Linked DNA regions of Zea mays: region 1 is linked to region 2. A link is a contact called in public Hi-C data. All regions are on one chromosome and are shown on one strand. The core of a region is the stretch at or near the end of the contact, and the rest is flanking DNA. Distances in the headings are between cores, read along the strand shown. Region 1 holds the start of LOC100194375. Region 2 holds the start of LOC100276246.

Region 1 (6,593 bases), core at 1,038-3,537, 270 kb after region 2:
TTACGGTAGGTGTGCCTTATGCAGTTTGACCATTTCCAGCATTTGCGTAATGAGGACTCTAGGGAGAAGCCTCGTAGTGAGACACTGGCCATTCACCTCGGAAGTGAATACGAGTCTAGCTAACCCGCGCTAGAAGGGAATCGCGACTCATGGGTAAAGATGCGCCACCTCTGCAGAGTGTAAAACTGATATATCAGCCGTGCTCATGGTTATGAGCAGCCTGGACTCCTCACATGATAATTGAACTTGAAGATGGAAATAAATCGAGATCCTATGATCTGCCAATGGTTTTGCTTAAGTGGTTTCACTTAAGTGTTTTTGATATACTCTTATACCTTTGCTTAATGGGAATACTTGGGATTCACACTTATTATTAAGATAGGTGTTGTTAATAAAATGTTGACCAACTAAAATGCTTACTGCTCAACCTCAGTCTCACCTTGTTACCTTGCATTAGTTTTCCCCCACTTGCTAAGCCCCGACCATAAGTGAGCTCACCCTTGCTTAATTTTGATCAGAAGTTGTAGATGAAGATATGATGCTGAACTCCATGGATGCTAGTCTAGTGATACCCCCGCTCATCTTCCTGTGGATGGATGTCCATGTTCGTTGTACTTTGATGAATAAAGGTTAAGACATTATGTCTGTTTGAAGTGTAATATGTTAATATAATCGTTATTTACGCTCTTATGCATTGTTATTTTGATATATTACACTTGTGACGTCAACATATGTGTGGAAATAGATCCTGGCACACATATGCTATGCACCCGGCTCTGCCCTCGGAAATGGGTGTGACAATATGTTATATAAATATATGTGGCATATAATTTAGTTTGAAAAATAAAAAACAAAACCAAAAAATTCAACATTATCATATAGTAGTTAGAGGGAACTGGACAAAACGAATGGATAAAGTTTTGGCTCTAATCTTAGATATTTCTATTATGCTATTTAATCCTTTTCATGATTTTTGTATCTTTGCAATGATGATACTACAAGGAGAACATAGTATCCATCATGAGTTGGATCCAATTCAATTAGCTTATTACCAACAGTAACACTCAAGTCTACAAGGCCATGTCTCTTGCAAGCTGACAGTATTGTACCCCAGAAAACTAGGTCAGGTGGGGTGCTCATCCCTTCGATCAATTCAACAGCAACCTGAACAAGACCAGCATGACTTAGAAGATCAACCTTGCATCCGTAATTCTCCATCTCTGACTCAATGCCATATTTCTCTGCCATCAGCTTGAAATATCGTCGCCCTTCATCAACAAGGCTAGTACGGCGCTGGCATTCAGCACCTCACAAATGTGATGCTTGTCAGGCAGAACCCCTCATTGACAAACTTCTCAAAGAGCTGGACTGCGACATGCCCCAATCCATGGGTAGCAAGACCGCAGATCATGGAGTTCCAAGCAAACACATCCCTCATGGACATGGCATCAAGAACTTCATCCGCCGCTGCCACACCTCCACACTTACAAATTAGAATACACATCAATCCGTACAACACACCTAACTTCGCATTCACTCTTAATTGCAGCCAGCACGACTACATGCTTTCTCATTACTAATCCATAGAGGAAAGGAGTGCTTTCAAGTAAAGACTGATATATTTTGCTATACAGACTTTATATCAGTTTATCGTTCCGTATTTATGTTTTATACTATTTTTAACTTATATAGAAACACATTGACACATACCTAGTACATATATACAAACTTAGCAAATAATCTATTTGTAGAGTGAAGTTTAAAATAAAGAATATGAAAGGGGATAAATATAAGATTGGAGGCAGGTTTAGGTCCCGTTTGGTTCCATTAGTCTTAGGACTAAAGTTTAATCCAGAGACTAAACTTTAGTACCTACTCTGTTTGGTTGTAGGGACTAAATAAATTCTAAATACATTAAATACAACACATAGAAACCAAAATACATCTTTTCTTGTTTCACACCATTTTTTAGGCAAAAGCAATTGGAGTAAATGTTTCCATTTAGTCCCTTTTAGCATCTATGTGACGGACTAGAGACTAAAATCAGTTAGTCTCTATTTTAGTCCTTTCGTTTGATAAAATAGAGACTAAACGAAACTAAAAACCAAGAATTAAAGATTAATCCCTCTAACAAACAGGGCCTTACAACGTAGCCCCAATGGCGCCAATGGCCAAGTTCGTTGCATCGTAGGAAAGCCCGGTCCGACGGTAAGGAAAAGGCCCAGTTTGGCAATTGGAGCCCTAAAGCCTGCAGAGTCCCCCCCTCTCCCAGTCCGGTACTCCCCAAGTCCCCATCGGGCATCGGCGCTGCCACGCCACGGCCGACGCTTGAGACGCTCCCCGCCGCCTGCCAGGCCGCCACCGCGCGTGACTTCGCCTCATCCTCTCCGGAGATGGACTTCCAGGTCGTCGTCCTCGCCGGAGGCACCTCCGAGAAACTCTCGCCCCTCGTTTCCAAGGTGGTACCCCCCCCCCCCCCCCCCCCCCAAATCTCACCTCACCCCTTGCTTGTCCCGCGTCTTAACATGTAGTCCTGTACCTAAGCTTCCTCCTCGTCGCTGCGCAGGACGTTCCCAAGGCGTTGCTCCCGGTCGCCAATCGCCCCGTACTCTCTTACGCGCTGGACCTCCTTGAGGCCAGCGACCTCAAGGACCTCATCGTGGTGAGCTCATCGCTCTTCTGCTTCTCTTCCTCCTATCAGGGCTGTGGCCCCAACTTCCCAAGGCACGAGCAGGATATTGTTTAGCTGATGCGGTGTGATGCAGGTGGTTGAGGGGCAGGAGGCAGCGCAGCTTGTCGACGCTTGGGTATCCAGTGCGTACCTGGATCGGCTTCGAGTGGAGGTGAGTTTGGTTCTGACTGTTACTTGGAAAATTGCCTTTGTGTTAGTGCTAAGAGTGATATGAAATTGGAGCTGAGAAGATCGTACAAGCATATACCTTTGTTTTAAGGATGCATGCAGATAAATTAGTTGGATGACAGAACCAAACAAACCTTTAGAAGTAGATATTAGGTGAATGTTTTAGTTCTTAGATTAGATTCTCGTTCATGTGGATTTTGAGTTAGTTTGACTAGGCAATTAGACATCCATCTACTAGCATTGTTATTGGGACTTCATGATTTTTTGTGGAAAAAATTCTCGTGTCGAGTGGATTTTCATTTAAACAAACTGATCTTGAAGAGTGGATATGCTATCATACCTGATACCTGTTTGTCTGAGTTGTTGAGGTGCTGATATTACGACTATTGAAGGCTAATCAGTGTTTGAGAGGCTGCCACTTAGGTGTTGCTTGGCCTCCCCTACTGACCTTTTTGAGCGTGCTCCTATACTTTTTTCTTGCTACAACTTCCTTTCATGCTAGTTAGCCACCTAAGTGGAGATGAGGCACTAGGCAGCAGCCAATCACTCACCGAGTTTTGAATCGAATGCCTTCTATGACACATATGCTAATTTATTTATGATTTATGAATGTAGCATAACATAAACAAATCCTTTAGTTCTAAATAAAAATTTGATTTCAAGTATGTTCCCTCTATAGCTCAGTACCATTTCATGGTTGTAAATTGTTATTGAAACAAGAGTATATTCTAACTGTGATCTCCCATTTTTGCTCTTTATTGTGTTTAAAGTTGGAGTTAAGCTGGCTACTAGTTTGATTTTTACATGATTTATATTATTTTTACCAATGTTTGAATGTACCAAAACAATATACCCAAAGTTGACATGGGAAAGAATGGAATGTACCCAAAGATTTAGCCTTGAATAGGAGTGCGGGGAAAATGGCTATCCATGTGCCCAAACCTTGACTTGTGGGTTTTGTTGGGGTTTAACTCTTGCTTACCCCTACTTGCTTGGGACTAAAAGGCTTTGTTGTTGTTAGCAATGTTTGAATGTAATCTTCGTTGTTTTTTGAACACTTCGATGAAGTGAGAATGTGAAGCTTGCGGACTATGGGCCTGTTTGGTTCGTGCCTAACTGTGTCACATTTTGCCTAAGGTTAGTCGTCCGAATTGAAGAACTAACCTTATGCAGAAAAGTTAGGCAGCAAACCAAACATGCCCTATATGTCAATCCAAACATAACTCCATTAAACTTTAAATTTCTCGTGAGCATGCCTTTCTTCTATCTTATTTCCTTTTTCATCAATTCTAATCATTAAGCTCATGGATGTTTCTGTTCATGATATGTATAGAGTCAGTATAATATATGATTCTATTTCTAGTAACTTTATAACTTCTTGAGTTCATTCCTGTTTTTATGAAGTTTTCTCCTAATTCTTTGTTTTGTATGATTGAGATTTGTTTATTTATGGTATGCTACAAGCTCAATCTCATTGACAAACAATTGAATGACTGTAGGGGGAGGAACATTATTTCATTTTGTTTGCAGAAGTAACTCTTTTTTGTATTCAGGTAGTTGTGGTTTCTGAAGACCTTGGAAGTGCTGGTGCATTACGAGCTATTTCAAAGCGACTGATGGCAAACGATATTTTGGTAATGTTCCTTGTTTGTACTTTCATGTTATGGCAATGTTGGCAAAATGTTGCACGATTCTGACATATTGAGATGTGTTTGAATAGGTAGTTAGCGGTGACCTGGTAACAGATGTGTTGCCTGGGGCTGTTGCTGCTACTCATAGAAGAAATGGTGCTGCTGTTACTGCTTTACTATGTTCTGTTCCTGTCAGTGGTCCTTCAGACACTTCTTCTTCTAGTGGGAAAGATAAAGCTAAAAAGCCAAATCGTTTGAACATAGTAGGACTGGACAGGAGTAAACAATTCTTGTTACATATTGTGTCAGGTTTGCTTACTGTGATTTCATAAAGTGTAATAGAAGGCTAGTAATGTCATGCATGCATGATTCTCATACATGCCAATGTCACCTGTAGGAACTGATGTTGAAAAAGATATTCAAGTTCATAAAAGAAAAATACAGGCTGTTGGTCAGGTAAGGCACCTATTCTATGTATGAAGTCAGCTACATTTGTTTCTGAGGAATTTCACATTCAACGCTGTACTTATGTTGACATTGTTATGCATCACGATTCTTGAAAAACAAACAGGCCAATGCTAGGTTGTGTCAGTGTCAAGTTTTTGCAACTGGGTTGTCCTTGCAGTGATTTAGATAGACAAATCGGCTGCCATGGCAGCCATCTACATATAAGATATAGGATTGTTGATGGACAATTGGGTTCTTGTCATAATCACTCAGAACTAGTCTTGGGTTTTGGATGCCAAATAGGACTAAACATAGATTAAAAAAACTAATGATTATTAATTGATGGTTAGACTTAGACCATTAGAGGCCAATGGAAAAAATAGTTCACATTTAGCCTATTATCGTACGATGACTGTCAAGAACAAATCATTATGAGTTGCACCAATCTGATAAGTAATACTTCATAACTCACACCTCTTCATTTTCATTGGAAGCATCAGAAAAATGGAAACTTTCAGAAAGTCTATTTCAGCTTTCAACAATGTTCTCTTATATAAATTATAAAGTGCATCTCTTTACTATTTGTCTTCCCTATTTCATATACTGGCCTTCTAATCATGTTCATATTGCTGTGTTGTTGGGTTATGACATTGAACATATCTGATATAGTCGCTCATATGGAGTTTGGGCATTCCTTTACTTTTTAGAATATAATGATGTTAGGGGTGCAAGGAGTAATCTTGAGCCTGATTGGTTGATGGACAAAATTTGGTTGCCAAAACTTAGGCAAGCCAAGGTTTTGACAGCCATTTGGTTTGGTACCAAAGTTTGCCAATGCGTCACAATTGGCATTACCAAATCTATGGCAAATACTTTTGCCCAAGTTTTGCAACTCTTTCCAAATCTTGGGTATGGCAAATTTTGGTAGCTAACTAATCAGGCCCATTGTTAGAGCATCTCTAAGAGCTCCCAAAAGACTCGCAATTCTTTGATTTTTGGCAAGATCGAAAAAACATATCTCCAATAACCCCCAATTCCACCTCCCAATATTTTGTCACTTGGAAAAAATGAACCTCATGTGTGGACAAATTCGCGCAGTCACGGTCGCGTGTATCCTCCTTCGTGTAGTCGCGGTCAGCGCTAGACACCGAGCGCGACATGCATGTAGGGGTGACAATGGACTCTAAATTTTACACTATAAAACAATGTTTTCAAGTCGTCCGATCAATCACGATTAATCGTCCAAGTCGGTTTGGACCAATCGCGATTAATCGCCCAAGTCGTCCGACTAATCGTGATTAATTAACCAAGTCGTCTGACTAATCGTGATTAATCGCCCAAGTCGTCCGACTAATCGTGATTAATCGCCCAAGTCGGTCAGCCAGAACGAGTCGTCCGACTTGAAAACATTGCTATAAAATGTAAGGATCGGATCGGATTAGGATCGGTCTCTATTTCTATTCAGTTTTGAACTAAAAATAATTTAGGGCCCTAGGAAATTGTGAAGAAACATTTGAATCGCGATCCATTACACCCCTACATGCATGCACAACGACTGGGTTCCGATGCAGCCGTGACGCCCCTCTGCGCCGCGGCTTCTGGTAATGGAGGCACCCTATGTGCTCGGTGGTGGCTTCATGTGCTCTTGTGGTGGC
Region 2 (6,639 bases), core at 2,525-5,024:
CGCCGATCAAATAAATTTCAAACCTAACAAGGCATGGGCAGACCACGTGGTTTGAATTCGCAAAAGCAGGAGATGAAGATAAAATGCTGATTTCTAAAGCATGAGATGAAGATAAAATGCTGATTTCTAAAGCATGAGACGAAGATAAAGTGCTGATTTCTAAAGCATGAGACGAAGATAAAATGTTGATCCCTAAAGCATAAGATGAAGATCTTTGAGTGGATTATTTTCAACAATCCACTCAAAGCTCGGGGGCTACACCCATTGGGTGCACCTCCGGTGCGTCCAATAAATCCTTAACTCCAAAAGACAGAATGCTGATCTCTAAAGCATGAGCTGACGACAAAGCACCAATTTCTGAGGCATAAGATGAAGATCGTTGAATGTACCAAAGGAGGGCAATAGAAGATTGTTTTTTACTGAGTCACTCAGAGTTCAGAAGCAACGTTCAACAGGTGCACATTCAAAGCGTCCATCACTAAAATGAAAATCAAAATCGCAAGCTAGACCTAGAATCTTTAGGTCGATTATTTCAAAATCAACTCAAAGATTGGGGGCTTGTGGGGGACAGATATCCCCCGGGTCCACTAGAAGGCTAGAAGGCCTTGCGAAAGGCTTTGGGCCTGTTGTCTCGCAAGGCCGTCCCTTCATGGGCCAGGGGAGAACTGCTGGCAGAATGGGCCGATGCAGGGAATAAGCGGACGCGGGCCCAGGCGGCTCGTGGGATCTAAGCGTTATCCACAGCTCTAATCTGATTCTCTCGCGCGACACCCTTGGACGTCGGAACCAAATAAAGATAAGTCGGCATGATTATTGGAAGATAAGTTCAGTCGGTTCACTATTACTTATGAATACATCATTATCATACACGCATGTAATGCCCCACGGTCGAAGGTGCTCCTGAGGTTGCGCACTTGGTTGACCATTATTTTGAGCCGGTTGTACATCGCTTGTGGCTCCTCTCCTTTGTTGAGGACGAATCGACCGAGCTCTCCCTCGATCGTCTTGCGCTTAGTGATTTTGGTCACCTAGTCCCCTTCATGCGCCGTTTTGAGGACATCCCAAATTTCTTTGGCATTTTTCAACCCTTGCACCTTATTATACTCCTCTCGATACAAGGAGGCGATGAGTATAGAAGTTGCTTAGTAATTAAAATGCATTATTTGGGTGGCCTCATCACAGTCGACTTAAAATTGTTGTATATGAACTTATCCACCTGACAAATGATCAACTGGGTAAACTAGTTAGTCCATAAGGTTTGTGATGATCGTCAAATACCAAAATCGATTATAGGAAATGTTGAGGCCATTTCCCTTTCAAACACCCACAATGAAATGCATATGACAGATTAAGTTTAGTTCCATAAGTTAATCGTGCGAGAGTCTTGAGTCGCTCTTGACCGTGAGCACGACTGATATACCAGTTTTACACTCTGCAGAGGTTGTGCCCTTTACCCACAAGTCGTGTTACCCATTTGCCAAGGGACCGCGACTTCCCATTCATCTCTGCCGAGGAGACGAGGCAGGGTAGCACTACGAGGCGTTTACAAAGTTCCACTAGCTTCAGAAAACCCGCTACGGTTTCTGAGAAGGGCATATAGGAATCCCTCGTCTAAAAAAGTCATCGCAACATGATCGACCCGAGAACCTCCATATACCACAACTCCTCTACCGCCCTTGCCCCTTTCGGGTAAGGTAGTCATCCATTAGCTTTCCTAATTAGTCAGTCAAGGGCGTCCCATTCGACCATTGTGGTAGCACGATTATCTCAAGTTAAGCTCCATGTTCCAATTAAAACAATGATCTTGTCATGAACAATAATTAAAACAACAACATAACTGGAACATGATCATAACTCAAATGTAACATTAATCCCAATACCTGGTAAAGCAATAGCAAGTATACCCAATAGTTCATTTGTCTGCAAGGGGTGGGGTAAACAAAACTAGGGAAATCTATTAGGTCCCATCAAATTAACCTGATCATGTCACGGTGATTAACAAAGAACATTATTAGGTAAAGAAGAGTGATCAAGGGCATAACTTGCCTTAGCCTTGAAACTCCAGGTACCTCACCAAGTTGGTCTTCAGATTTCTGGTGACCTCACTTCTATTCGTAGCAATACATACAAATAGTCAGGAAGTACATAAAAATAACATTACACCAAACATAAGAACAAATAGCGTAAGAATACTATATGCACTGCTACGAGAATGTAGGTTCGAGAACCACTAAAATCGGAGTTACGGTTAAGGAGTTATAATTTTCTGAAGATTTAGGAGTTAGACATAAAACAAATTAGGAGCATGATTTCAACCATATGTTTTATAACAAAATAAAGTTATTAGATGATGAACAATATTAATATGAGTTTAATGCAACTGGAATGGATCAAAAAGAAGTTAAAATGAATTACTTATAAATTAATCAAGATTCTAGAATCATTTCTATACTAGAAATCATTTTCTATATTAATTTATTCGATTTACTTACTCTCTGGGTCGTGGTTATCATTCCAGGAAGTCCAGGGTTACTTTGGCTAAAAACAGGACCTATATTAAAGGTTTTATCACTGCCACCAGACTGCGGGTTGATTACATAGAAGCATAAGGGCTCTTTTGCAAATTACCGAGGCCGAAGGGGTATGGGATGTTTCTGGCCGCGTGATCTGAGATGGAGGGCCCAGATTACATCGGAACGACATCGAACCGGTATGCACGCTAAGTCGTTGGATTTAAGATCCAGGGTCCATGTTTTAAATAATCGTGATCAGATCACCACCGCACATCAGCCATCCCGCGGTCGATGATGCACCCCAAATCGGTGCGCGCCCCGCAATCTCAACCGTCCTTAATAGAATCAACGGCTCCAAGCCATCTCCTTCATCCCGCAGGCTGGCCACGCTGGCACGTTCGCCGGAGATGGCTGAGATGGCGCCCCAACCCATAATCCCGGTTGTCCGCGTGCGTAATATGAAGAGTAGGCTGAGGCAAAGCGGGGAAGTACACCCTTACCGGTGGTTAGGGCGATGGCGGGGTTCTCCCTGGGGAGGTGCGGATCCGGGGGGTTTGGCCTTACTCCGATGAGCAATCCTCGAGTACCAGCGCGCCGCCACACACATGGTGTCTATTTTATATATGAAGTCAAATTGAAAGTGTACTTTAGAACTCCAGTATAAAATGTAAACAAATTTTATTTATTGTTTATTTATTGATTTATGCAAATACTTTTAAACATACACACCACAATATTTATTTTAGAAAATTTATTTACAAGGTGTGGTATGATAATCTACCATTTTAGAGAATGTCTCCAAATATATTATTCAAAGGAATAACTTAAATCATATGAAGCCCTTTTTCATTAAGACATTTTATTGTAACTACATTTATTTTTAGGAGAGGTGAGAAAATTCTTAATAAAAGACACTTGGATTCAAAATCTTTATATTATTTTATTAAGTATCTAGGATAGAATTTTGAGGTGTTACACCAAACCGCTAGTCACATCCGTTGTCGCGTGGTCGTCCACAATCGTCGTTGCGCCCTCGTCCGTCCACCACCACACCGCACTCTAAAATTGATATTTTATCATTTTAAAATTTATCTCTTTGTTACTATGTCATCTACTTCTATAACTTGTGGGACTATCTGTATATGATTTATGAGTCCGATAGCAAGTTGAGGAGCCACAAATAATATTGGCAAAATTGCAAATAGCTCCCCGCAACAAGCCCAGTGATGTTGACAGAAAAGCCCATCGCGTTGTGTCAGTCACCAAACCAGACCAAACATAATACGATGCTGCGGCGCCTTGTCGGCGGAGCCGCCGCCGTGCGTTCGCCGCTGCCGCCGCCGTTCTGTCGGCTGCTTCACAACGGCGGCGGAGGTGGTGGGTGTAGCTCGGGGGAGCCGGAGAGCGTGGCGTACCGCATGTCGATGCTGCGGCGCCCCTCTACCGTCAGCAAGAAGGGGCTCACCTGGAACTGGTGCAGCCTCATCGGTCGCCTCGCCGCACCGGTGAGGCCGATCGACACTAGCTTTCTTGAAGTCCCCAGGGCGTACACCTTCCTCTCCGTCACCCTCTCGTCGCCCGCGCCCTCTTCGAGCTCGTCCAACATAAAGTTGAGTCCCTCGCTCCGGATCCCCCTCAGCCAATCCTTGTGTTATTTCCTCTCTCACTTTCTGCAGAGTTATTTGTTCTCTCCTAGTAAGGGCTTTCCTAGTAAGGGCTTGTTAGGTTATTCCCATCCCATAGGGATTGAGAGAGATTTTGGCTTGACAAGGATTTAAACCCGCCCAATCTGCTCCCATCCACTGATCCACATGGATTGTAATTAAAACGAACAGACCCTAATTGGGTGCATTCTCATAGCCTTCTTTTTATATATATCATGTGGGACGTCATGTTTCGATTGTGTGCCGCATATATAGTTTCATCATTATGTAGAGTTAATATACTTCGATTAAAATATTTTTGTCTTGTGTAAAATTTGGTGCCTTAAGCCCTATGAGAAACAAAGGGCATACAACCACAAGAACAATTGAGCACAGTTCTAACAGAATCAGTAGGGACTTTCTGTGATGCGATTCACTCCATTCTGGTAACATCCCATCTTCCATGCTTCAGTGGAGCAAACATTTAGCTGAAGGTCCGCCATGTTTATAGTTGTATAAAGTACTTTGGTGCATCATGAATAGCTTGGGGCGAATTTCGCACCAAACAAAATCGAAGTCGTACTTCCAAATTTGGAAGCCTTATGTTTGACTAAGACTGAACCTTCTCATGCTTAGTGTGCAAGAAAAGTCAATGTACCATTCAAATAGAGAATTGAATCCATCAAGCAAACTAGGCAGTAGGCACTATTTGCCACAAAGTAGCTTAAGAAGCAACTCATTTTCATGATACCCAGGAACAAATCAGGAGCTCCACAATGCATGCCTGATTTAATAATACTTCTTTTAATTTTATTTTTCCTACTACCATGTTAAACTGTTATTATTATTTGGACTGATTTACTGAATGAAAATTAGGTTGTATCACTATAATTACAGCATGAAGGACTTGAGCTAGGTGATCTAACGATATATTTATTTGCATGTTTTTGTTCAAGTAACTTTATTGTGATTTTGGCTAAATGAAACTGGGGTTATATCATTATGCTTACAATATGAAGAACTTGAACAGTGTGACATTGCAGCTGAATGGTGAGCTGGCAAATGTTGGCCTAAAGCATCTGAAGCATGATGACCTCGTTTATGTATCTGGTCATCTGGGCTCTTATCATAAAGTCAGTCCAAGTGGTGAACGGCACATTGTCTATAAGGTCTGATAGCTGTAACTATTTGTTATTTTCTTTACCATTCTGAATATACTCCCTCCGCCCCAAAATATTAATCGTTTTAGTCTTTGATTTTATGTCTATGTTCAAATGGATGATGATGAATCTGGATACATATATAAAACAAATACATTAATTATTGAATGAATCAACTAAAAAGATAAAACGAATTTTATTTTAGGACGGAGGGAGTATTATATATGCTTGTCTGTTAAAAACCAACTGTACAACTAGTGGCTCTATATTAGTACCACCTACCCACGTGTTGTATGTCAGTAGATATTGTGTTTTGTAAATTGTCATATACATATATTACTGATGCACCCTTGATAGTTTGATGAGATGTGGACATGTTATCATATATACATCTAGTACCGATGCAGCCATTGATCAGACATGAACATGTGTCCATATAAATTTCTGTTGTGCAGCCTTTGGTCAGAATTCACATAATATAGGTCCTATTGCTTACTCATATTTTCATCATAATACGATCATATAAATTCATCTATTCAATGTCTTGGCACCTCAACATTGTGGACAGGTAATATTTTTTGGATGGTAATAAACTGAAATATGTGCATGATGTTTACCTGTTCCATGTTGCTTTGTGATATTAGTTTTCTTAGTGTGTGTGTTTTTTCAGTGCACTATCTCTTCCCTACATTTTTAATTGGGCACCCACCATTTTACAGATTTATGTCAGAGAGCTGAATTATGTTGTTGATCAAAATAAGAAGCCTCAGAATGATGCAGACTCAACAAGTCCACCATCAATGACATCTGTCACCCGTAAGTTTTGCCCAATTTAATTCTCCAATTTTGATATTGAAGCTACTAGTCTCTGATCAGTCCCTTTTGTTTACATTGTCAGTTCAAATGCTAAAAGAGAATGAATGTATAGGCAGGCTTCGCTTGTGGCAGGTCTTCTTTGCGAACCCATATGAGTGGTGGGACAACCGACGATCCAAACCATGGGCCAACTACCCTGATTTCAAGCACAAGGACACTCGTGAGAAAATATGGCTTCGTCCAGATGACCCTCCTTGGGTACGAAAGCAGCTTGAATTATATGACCTGGAAGTAGCAGAGAATGGCCATAGGTGTAAAAGTCGACTGTCAAAAAAACAAAATTGGAAAACCCAAGATTTTGACTACTTTGATGATGAAGAAGTACAGCATTTAGCGGAAGCATGAATAGGACGCATGGCATTGTCTGCCAAGAATGAAGAAATTCACCAGGCCATTTGGGTGGTTTGGGGGTGGGGGCGGCTGTTTCTTTGCTCAGGGATCGTACTC

The links. Hi-C and Micro-C count contacts between places; a contact is called where the count stands out from the background.
Region 1: a contact with region 2 is called in a Hi-C map of leaf, with 4 times the contacts expected there. The contact joins the promoter of LOC100194375 here to the promoter of LOC100276246 in region 2. A contact is called at or near these places in 2 of 25 Hi-C or Micro-C datasets (leaf and tassel).

The regions. Positions count from the first base shown.
Region 1 is chr1:261,718,464-261,725,056 of Zm-B73-REFERENCE-NAM-5.0, forward strand. LOC100194375 reads left to right here and starts at 2,288. Exons shown (of 13, transcript NM_001139410.1): 1 at 2,288-2,459; 2 at 2,567-2,662; 3 at 2,766-2,843; 4 at 4,414-4,494; 5 at 4,581-4,800; 6 at 4,889-4,947. The coding sequence starts at 2,394.
Region 2 is chr1:261,450,640-261,457,278 of Zm-B73-REFERENCE-NAM-5.0, forward strand. It overlaps LOC100276246, which reads left to right and starts at 3,775. Exons shown (of 4, transcript NM_001150081.2): 1 at 3,775-4,122; 2 at 5,187-5,325; 3 at 6,036-6,132; 4 at 6,215-6,639. The coding sequence starts at 3,800. The coding sequence ends at 6,537.